Regions from separate parts of the Anser cygnoides genome. Here region 1 is linked to region 2. Evidence: chromatin contacts called from public Hi-C data. All regions are on one chromosome and are shown on one strand. The core of a region is the stretch at or near the end of the contact, and the rest is flanking DNA. Distances in the headings are between cores, read along the strand shown. Region 1 holds the start of LRP3 (LDL receptor related protein 3). Region 2 overlaps SLC7A10 (solute carrier family 7 member 10).

What was found. A called contact is a pair of places that touch in the nucleus more often than the background predicts.
Region 1: a contact with region 2 is called in a Hi-C map of granulosa cells, with 1.6 times the contacts expected there. The contact joins the promoter of LRP3 here to the enhancer-like site in region 2. A contact is called at or near these places in 3 of 7 Hi-C or Micro-C datasets (granulosa cells and liver).

Annotation. Positions count from the first base shown.
Region 1 is chr12:11,144,358-11,147,956 of Taihu_goose_T2T_genome, forward strand. LRP3 (LDL receptor related protein 3) reads right to left here and starts at 1,611. Exons shown (of 6, transcript XM_048068839.2): 1 at 1,169-1,611. The coding sequence starts at 1,235.
Region 2 is chr12:11,090,213-11,094,014 of Taihu_goose_T2T_genome, forward strand. The region is part of intron 1 of SLC7A10 (solute carrier family 7 member 10); the gene reads left to right. The region is part of intron 4 of LOC106033218 (a long non-coding RNA gene); the gene reads right to left. Among named protein-coding and RNA genes, the nearest start is that of SLC7A10, 20 kb to the left of the region's middle. Within about 2 kb of position 1,854, at least 1 of the 3 cell types and tissues checked has open chromatin away from gene starts, as enhancers often do.

The DNA.
Region 1 (3,599 bases), core at 361-2,860, 54 kb after region 2:
CAATTGTGCTATTCCTGTTAAATAACAAAAGCTTTAACAAAGGTCCGACCAGGCCACAGGAAAAAAACAACACCTAAGAAATTCAGAGAAATGGCTGAAACTTTTATCTTTCCCTTAACTTTGAATAAACAGTACAGCAGGCATTACCCTCATGCTGCACACACTTCTGACATCCCTTTAAGCCTCTGCAGAAAAGTAACAGCAGCTACAGCCCCTGTTCAAACTTAGTAGTTCAGACAGCTTTTTAGGTTGTACTTCCGTTAGTCAAAATAGATATATTTGTAGTAACCAGAGCAGCTTTTAACTTTCTACCTTTTCCGAGGCAAGCACTGATGTCAAAAGAACTTGTACAAGACCAGAGCGAGCAGCCCAGCCACAGGCACCCGTTTCTGATGGTTTACGTAAGGGACACCACCTATCTCAGGGATTATTAAAAATGCACTCTAATCCGCTTTCTTAGCGAACAGCAGTGGGTTTTGCACATCTTTCTCCCGCGAGCCATAGCAGTTTGTCGGAGCCAGCTGTCGGCAGAGCCGCAGGCAGCCCCAGCCCCGCTGCGCTTCAGGTTCAGCGGCACTTGGGGCAGGAGCGGAGCGGTCCAACAGCTCCCGCTTCGTGCCCGGCCCTGGTGCCTCCGGGCGGCCTCTCTTCGGCTCGTTCAACGCTTCCAGCCCGATGAACGAACCCCCTGGGTGCGGGCAGGGGCTGCCAGCCCGGCAGCCGGGAGCCGTCTCATCGCGCCGCCGCCGCTCGACACCTGCTCGGCGGGGAGCGCTGGCTCCGAGCGGCCGGGAGGGCAGGAGGGGAGCGGAGCACGGCAGGGGACGAGGGAAATAACGCCTTTCCGCCCTGCTCCGCGGGCAGGAGCCGCTGCCCGCCCCCGAGTTTCAGCCTGCCGGAGGCACCGGCGGCGCCTAAACTTTTTGGGTTGATTTTTGAAGCGACGCGCGGGGCTACCGCACGGGCTCCGCGGCCGAGGGCACGGGGCAGGCTCCCTCCGGCGGGAGGGACCCGAGTCCCTGCGGGGAGCGGGGACGGGGACATGGGGGGGGTACACCCAGACGCTACCCCCCGTGCTCCCCACACCCCGGGGCCCGCAGGTGCCGGCGCCCCCAGCGCCCCGCTGCCGGCCCTGCCCCGCCGCTCACTCACTCGCTCTCTCACTCACCCAGGCAGATGGCGGTGAGCGGCACCAGCGCGCCCTGCCGGAGCTCCGCGGCCGCTGCCTTCTCCATGGCGGGTCGCCGCCTGCCCGCCCGCCCGCCTGCCTGCCCTTCAGCGCGGCGGGGAGCGGGGACGGGGGAACCGCGGCAGCTCCGCTCCCTCCTCTCCTCTACGCCGAGCCGCCGGCGGGGCCGGCCCGCCGCGCCGCCCGGGGAGCCGGCAGTGGGGCGGGCGCCTCCCGCCGCAGCCCCATGGCCGCGGCCGGCGCTGCGGGGCAGGTGGAGGAGGACGGACCGCAGCTGCAGCGCCGCCGCCCCACGTGACGGGCCCGCCGGGAGGCGGCGGCGGTAGCGGCGGCGGCGGCCGGGCCGGAGGGCGAGGGGAGCGCTGCGCCGCCCCGCTCTGCCCCGCTCCGCGCCGCGCCGCGCACACCTGAGGGGCCGCCGGCAGGCGGAGCGCAGCCCGCGGCGGAAGGGAAGGCGAGGGCCGAGCCCGCCCGCGCAGCGCCGGGTTTCCTGTCAGGCACCCGCGGCCCCCGCCTCGGCCCGCTCCGCGCCGCCGAGGCGCCCGGCGGCATGGCGAGCCCTCCCCGCCGGGGGGGGCTGTAAGGAGCCCCCGGCCCCGCGGCGGGAGGCAGCGCCCCGCCGGCCCCCCCTGCCGGGGGAGCGGCCCCGAGCCGCGCTGAGGCGGCGAGGCCCGGCCTTTCCTCGCCGAGCTGCCCCCGGGGCGGCAGTCCCCTTGTAGAGGGCTGGCCCCGGCCTGCCGTGCCCTTCCCTCGGAGCTCCCCGCTCCCGGCCGCGCTCTCTCCGCGGGTCGTGCCCCCGGGGGACGGGACGCAGACGCCTCCCGGCCTGCCGGGGGCGAAACTGAAGTGAGCTGGTCGTGTAGGGAACGGAGCGAGGCTCCGCAGCGCACTGGGGTCAAGGGGAGCATTGTAAGGCCGTAGTGCTCCCCTGAAAACGGACAAAGGCACGGGGGAAAGTCTCACAAGTTCACGAGGAGCAGCAGGACCACAAAGTTAACTGGGAGCTTCATGAGCTGAATAGCAAAATAAGGGATGATGAAAGAATCTTGTCCAGGCAAACAATTACAGAAATGAACCAACTCTACCTCAGAGATTCCCTGAACTTTCCCCCGTTTTCCAAGTGGCAGGTGCTCACCACCCTCCCCAGAGCCCCGGCAACAGCCCACATCTTCCCGCAGAGCTGCTCCCTTTGAAGGTGCAAAGCCCCAAGAGGCCTGCCCTGCCGCGAGCTGTGCAGCCTGCTGAGCAGCGCCTTACCTCAGCCCACAGCTACCAACACAGAACTCTGTGACAGCACCATTCCTTACCCTGCACAAATGAGGGCTCTGCCACCTGGCATGGTGTAATCTTCCAGGGCAGAGGTGAGGTCTTGCAGTATTTCACTACAAACACAGGAAGTTTTCCCTACCTGCTTGAAAAAAATTGCATCTTTGCATCCTATGGCTGTACCATGAGAGACAGCAGGCATACAGTCTGCGGGGATACTATTTACAACAGAAACTCTCCCATTGTATTAAAAATTGATTAATATAATCAGCAACACAAAACAATAACATCTATTTTTACCCAGCTTCCCCCTAAAATAATGCAATAAGTAAAATTCATATTTAAGGGTTGTCCACTCGACATTAGGCTCTGACTGCACTAATGAGAGATGTGTGAAGTCACTAGCACCGGCTATAGCTCCCTACCCTTCAAGCAGCGTCAGGCACTGTGCAGTCACAGAAACCCACTCAGTTATTCAGTTGTCTTGGGGCCTGGGTCCAGCTCTTCGCTCTGATGAGACGTGGCAGAGTGAGCCTGTCAAAAGCGCCATGGTCTGAGGACGAATGTGAAAAGCAACAAACATTTGTAAGAGGAAACGGGATGCCGGGATAAAGCCCAGGCATTTGCTACCAGCAAACATCACCGTTTAGTAGCACCCTCACTGCAAACAAGATTCTCACAAAGATGCAACAAAATAAGTTATAGGTGCTACCACACATTGAAAGCTTTGTGCTACTTCCATTGTCATCTGAGTCAGGTTTAGATCAGGTACTGCCCAAGTCAGGTTAAAGATAAGGCCATGTGCAAGAGTGCTAATGATCCTGCGGAATAACAGCACTGAGCGTGGCGAGGGAAGCAAGCGGCTGTGTGGAGGGCCGGGTTTTCCAAGCCCTGTCCCAGGTCCTCCCTCAGGCGTGTAAAAGATGACACTTCTCACACACAATGCCTGTCTGATGTACACCCAGGTACCCATTCAGATATTTCAGGTATTTGTTAATTATGCACGCCTCACCTAGGAAAACAGCTGTACAACTCTAAATGTTTATATGATTAAAAGAGGAGAGAAAAGCATATTTAAGTTGCCTGGGGTGCTGTACAGTTTTAAAATATTAATTAGAACTATGATCTTCATTTGCCCATAAGC
Region 2 (3,802 bases), core at 604-3,103:
GCCAGAATTATTCCGCTCGGTCCCAGCAAGACAAGAGGAAGAAGAGCAAAGTGCTCAGCCCAGCTGACCCAGATTCATCTCCGTCATCCACTACAAGAGTGGATGTCAAGATAAAAATCCTGGGAAAGCCAAAGCAATTGCCACACACAGTAACAGGTCTGAGAAGAGACTTCACTTGGTCTGCTGGTTCATACATGAATTATGAACTCCGTTAGCCTCAGTCAGGATTTTAACTTGAGCGAGTTTAAGAGCGTGCTTTTGGTTTGTGGCCAAGATCAAAAACTTCTGTACTCTTTTCTGCCTTAAGCCCCTAGTGCCACTCACAGGGACAGCGGAAGGTCAGAGGCCACAAACAACAAAGGCACCCAGGTGTGGTGGCAGGTACCCAAGACAGACATGCTGGATGTTATTTATATACTTCTCTGAAGGAGTTTCTACACTTAAAGTAAGAACTACAAAAGCAACACAGAATCAGAGCTTTTAGTGCAAGGCAATCTTTCACTGGTTTGGGTGACAGCGGAAGCATTCCCATTGCACATGTTGGAAGTGTCCTGTATATGCAATTTCACACTGCATAATATGAAAAAAGGCTAAAAATATTTCTTCTGCCGTTGCCACTGCAGTAACAAACATGCCTTACCCTGAACAAAGCAATTAAACAGAAGTGTTACATTGTGATTGTCTTCTGGTATGTTCTTTATCATCATTTGTCCCTTCTCAATAGGCTGTCCCTGCTTCTCCTCACGGCATAGCTCAGCAAGTGCAAAAAAGCCATTATCTCTTGCACTTTTCACTCAAATTTCAGCTCCTAGCAAATCATACCTGCTCAGTCACGTCCTACACTCCTGGACACATTCAGGGGTAAAGTCTTCCTTTCAGACATGTTTGCTGTAAGTCCCAGCCCTTGATTTCCATCACACTTCACTTACCCCACTTCAGATGGCTCAGCCTCATTCTATCCTCTGCTTTTGTGGCTGGTGAAATGCACTGAGCACCTGGAGCAAGCGAGGGGTGCACAGCAACACAAGTGTGTATTCACGGGCTTTGCCCAAGTTGTTGTGCTGTGTGAATGCATCAGCCCCTCTGTTGGATTGATCCGAAGGTGGGGGGAACATTGCCCACATGGGAAGCTCATGATTCAGCCTTGGTAGTTGAGGTGGTGTTTGTTGTAGTTGCTTAGTGCTGGTTTGTTGGAATTGGTCACACAGCTTCCCAGTACCTGGCTGATATCTCCCAGTCAAGGTTAAGGCTATATTATTTCCAAAAGGAATTTATATATATAAACATACATATGCATGGATCTAAAGATCTTATTCTGTATTATAAGACATGAATACATGTGATTTAAGCATTAGTTTCCTTTAGGTTTGAATATGTAGCTTTGCTGCAAGAAGCTCTAGCAAAGGCCACAGAGGAGTGGAAAGTGTGACTGTTTTACAAGAAAGAATTCCTTTTTTCCACCTATTCACTTCTCAGAAGAACAAAATAAATGTAGTGAGTATCAGGAGTACCAGCAGTAGTAAAGCTGGAACAAATTATCCCTGACACAGTGAGCTCAGTAATGCGACTCTCCCGGCACCGCACAGCCAGTTTTGTTCTCGCTGTGGAATTGCTCTCCAAATTCCCTTCAGTTCTTGCTGACCAGGGTTTGCTTAGAAATACCTATTTGTGGGTAAAGCATTTGCCTTACTGCTAAATCTACTGGCTTAAGAACAAGGTACCTCCTTAAAATTCTGCTTCTCATCAGGCAGTTTCTGGCATCTCCTCTTCTTGAAGCATTTCAGTATCTCCACCATATCTATTTTTAAACACGTCTACACTGAGTGAAGCGAAGGTACTTCCCAGGCACATTGCCATATCCATGGCACGTTTCCATAAGAACATTTTGTTGTCAGAAGGGGCGTAGCACTTCCACTCCAGCTGATACGACTTTAGCACATGTTGCGTGAGCAAAATAATAGGAAATCCTAATGAGTTTGGAACAGAGTTTTGCCTTATACTCACCGATGAAGGACATTAGATTTTTAAATATAACTACTTAATTTAACCAAAAATTTCAGTGAATGTTTGCATGAAATGAGCCTCCAGAAGGCTGCCAGTTCCTCCTGTCCTGCTCCTACAGATGGCTATACCTCAATTTAACCTTGACTAAATGACGTACTGGCTATTCCTGGTGTAACGCAGCCTCATGCACAAGGAGAGCTGTGTTGGAGGTCTTGCCATAGCAGGAGGGTGTTACTCCAAGATGTGCTGTGCCACAGATCTCTCCTCTCCTCAGCTCTTTGGGTCCAAGCCACAGTTTTTTGCTGTCAGCAGGCTCTCTGCCACCCCGTGCTCAGGCTCTCAGTGCTGAGCAATGCCCTCTCCTTGGGATGGAAACCCAAAGCACGGAGTGAGTCAGGGCTTTGTCAAGGCCAAATGCGCACATCTAAAAGCACAGCAAGCTGCCAACTTTCTGTCTGTGCATTTAGACTGCACTTTATCACTGCTGCCACCTTGTCACTGTGGTCGCACCTCACCAGCACTCAACTCTCTCTCCCCTGGGTTCAATGTCATGGCCTGATGACACTGCTTCCAGCCACTGATCTCTCCATTTCCCCCCTCTTTCCAGCCCACCACAGATCTTCCCATTACAGCCAAAGTACCTGAGCAGGTAGAGAAAACCCAGGCATGAAGACAGCCTGAAAGCACCTCAGTGCTCAGGGACCTCCAGAGATACTGCACTGCACGTGAGCTTGAAGATTTTCTCAATTTCTTGTCTGTTACCACTTGGGATATCATGCTGTGGTGGGATTTTCTCCTTTCTACACATAATGACACAATGATAAGGTGACAAAAATCACATGGAGGTGGAAACACTTGCACACAGCTTACTGAAGGATGGGCATTTGCATTCACTGCTTGCTACCAAAAGTAGCAGGAGCTACTTGAACACGAGAGCGCTGGTCAGGGGCAGGCACGGGGTGGGTCAGGGGCTCAGCAGTGGGGTGTTCAGGCAGTTCAGCACTGGGGTTGCCAGAGCAGGAATGCTGTCCCCTCCCAAGCAGGAAGTTAAAACCTACAGGTCTATTGAGACGAGCAGCAGAATGTCCCAAATTCTGTATATTCCCCAAAATACCACTGGCTCCTTCCAAAACTGCATTATTTCCAGGTGCATTGATCTGTGAAAAATAGGGATATACTGGTGTTGTGCTGGCAGGTAGGGGATCATCTTTAAGTGTCCTTGTAACTTAAGGTCTTCATACGTACAAGTAGTACGCAGCACTATGAGGGATTTCGTCAGGACAGTTTTTAAGCTCCTAGGGAGTTATTTCTTTTTCAGCTTCAATTCAGAGGTTGCTGCAGTTCTTGAACAGGGCATAACTAGTGTCTTCCAGAAATGCTTATTTGTTTTTAGAGCGTTGTGACACTTCAGTCACCAGTAGAAACTATGACCAAAAAAAATTCATAAATGTCATCATTATGTAGTATTATGTATGCTTTAGCAATACGTTAACTCTTCATCCATCTTCTTGAAAGGTTTGCCTACTCCATTCCAGCCACGTAGCTTCCCAGTATGGAAGGCCCAGAACAAATCTGTTAACTCTGAAAATCATTGTGCAACTCAATTGCATCAGGACATTCCTTCAGCACAAGCTGCCATGATTCCTTATCTGACTTTTTTTTTTTTTTTAGTGCATAAAAAGCACTTCTGGTCCCAAAAGCAACACCCAAGCACCCATCAAGGGAGGCTGTTTCCTCACAGAGAATCAGGGAAGGAACAGAATTATACAAACCAAGAAAAATGTCAGTTCTAAAACTT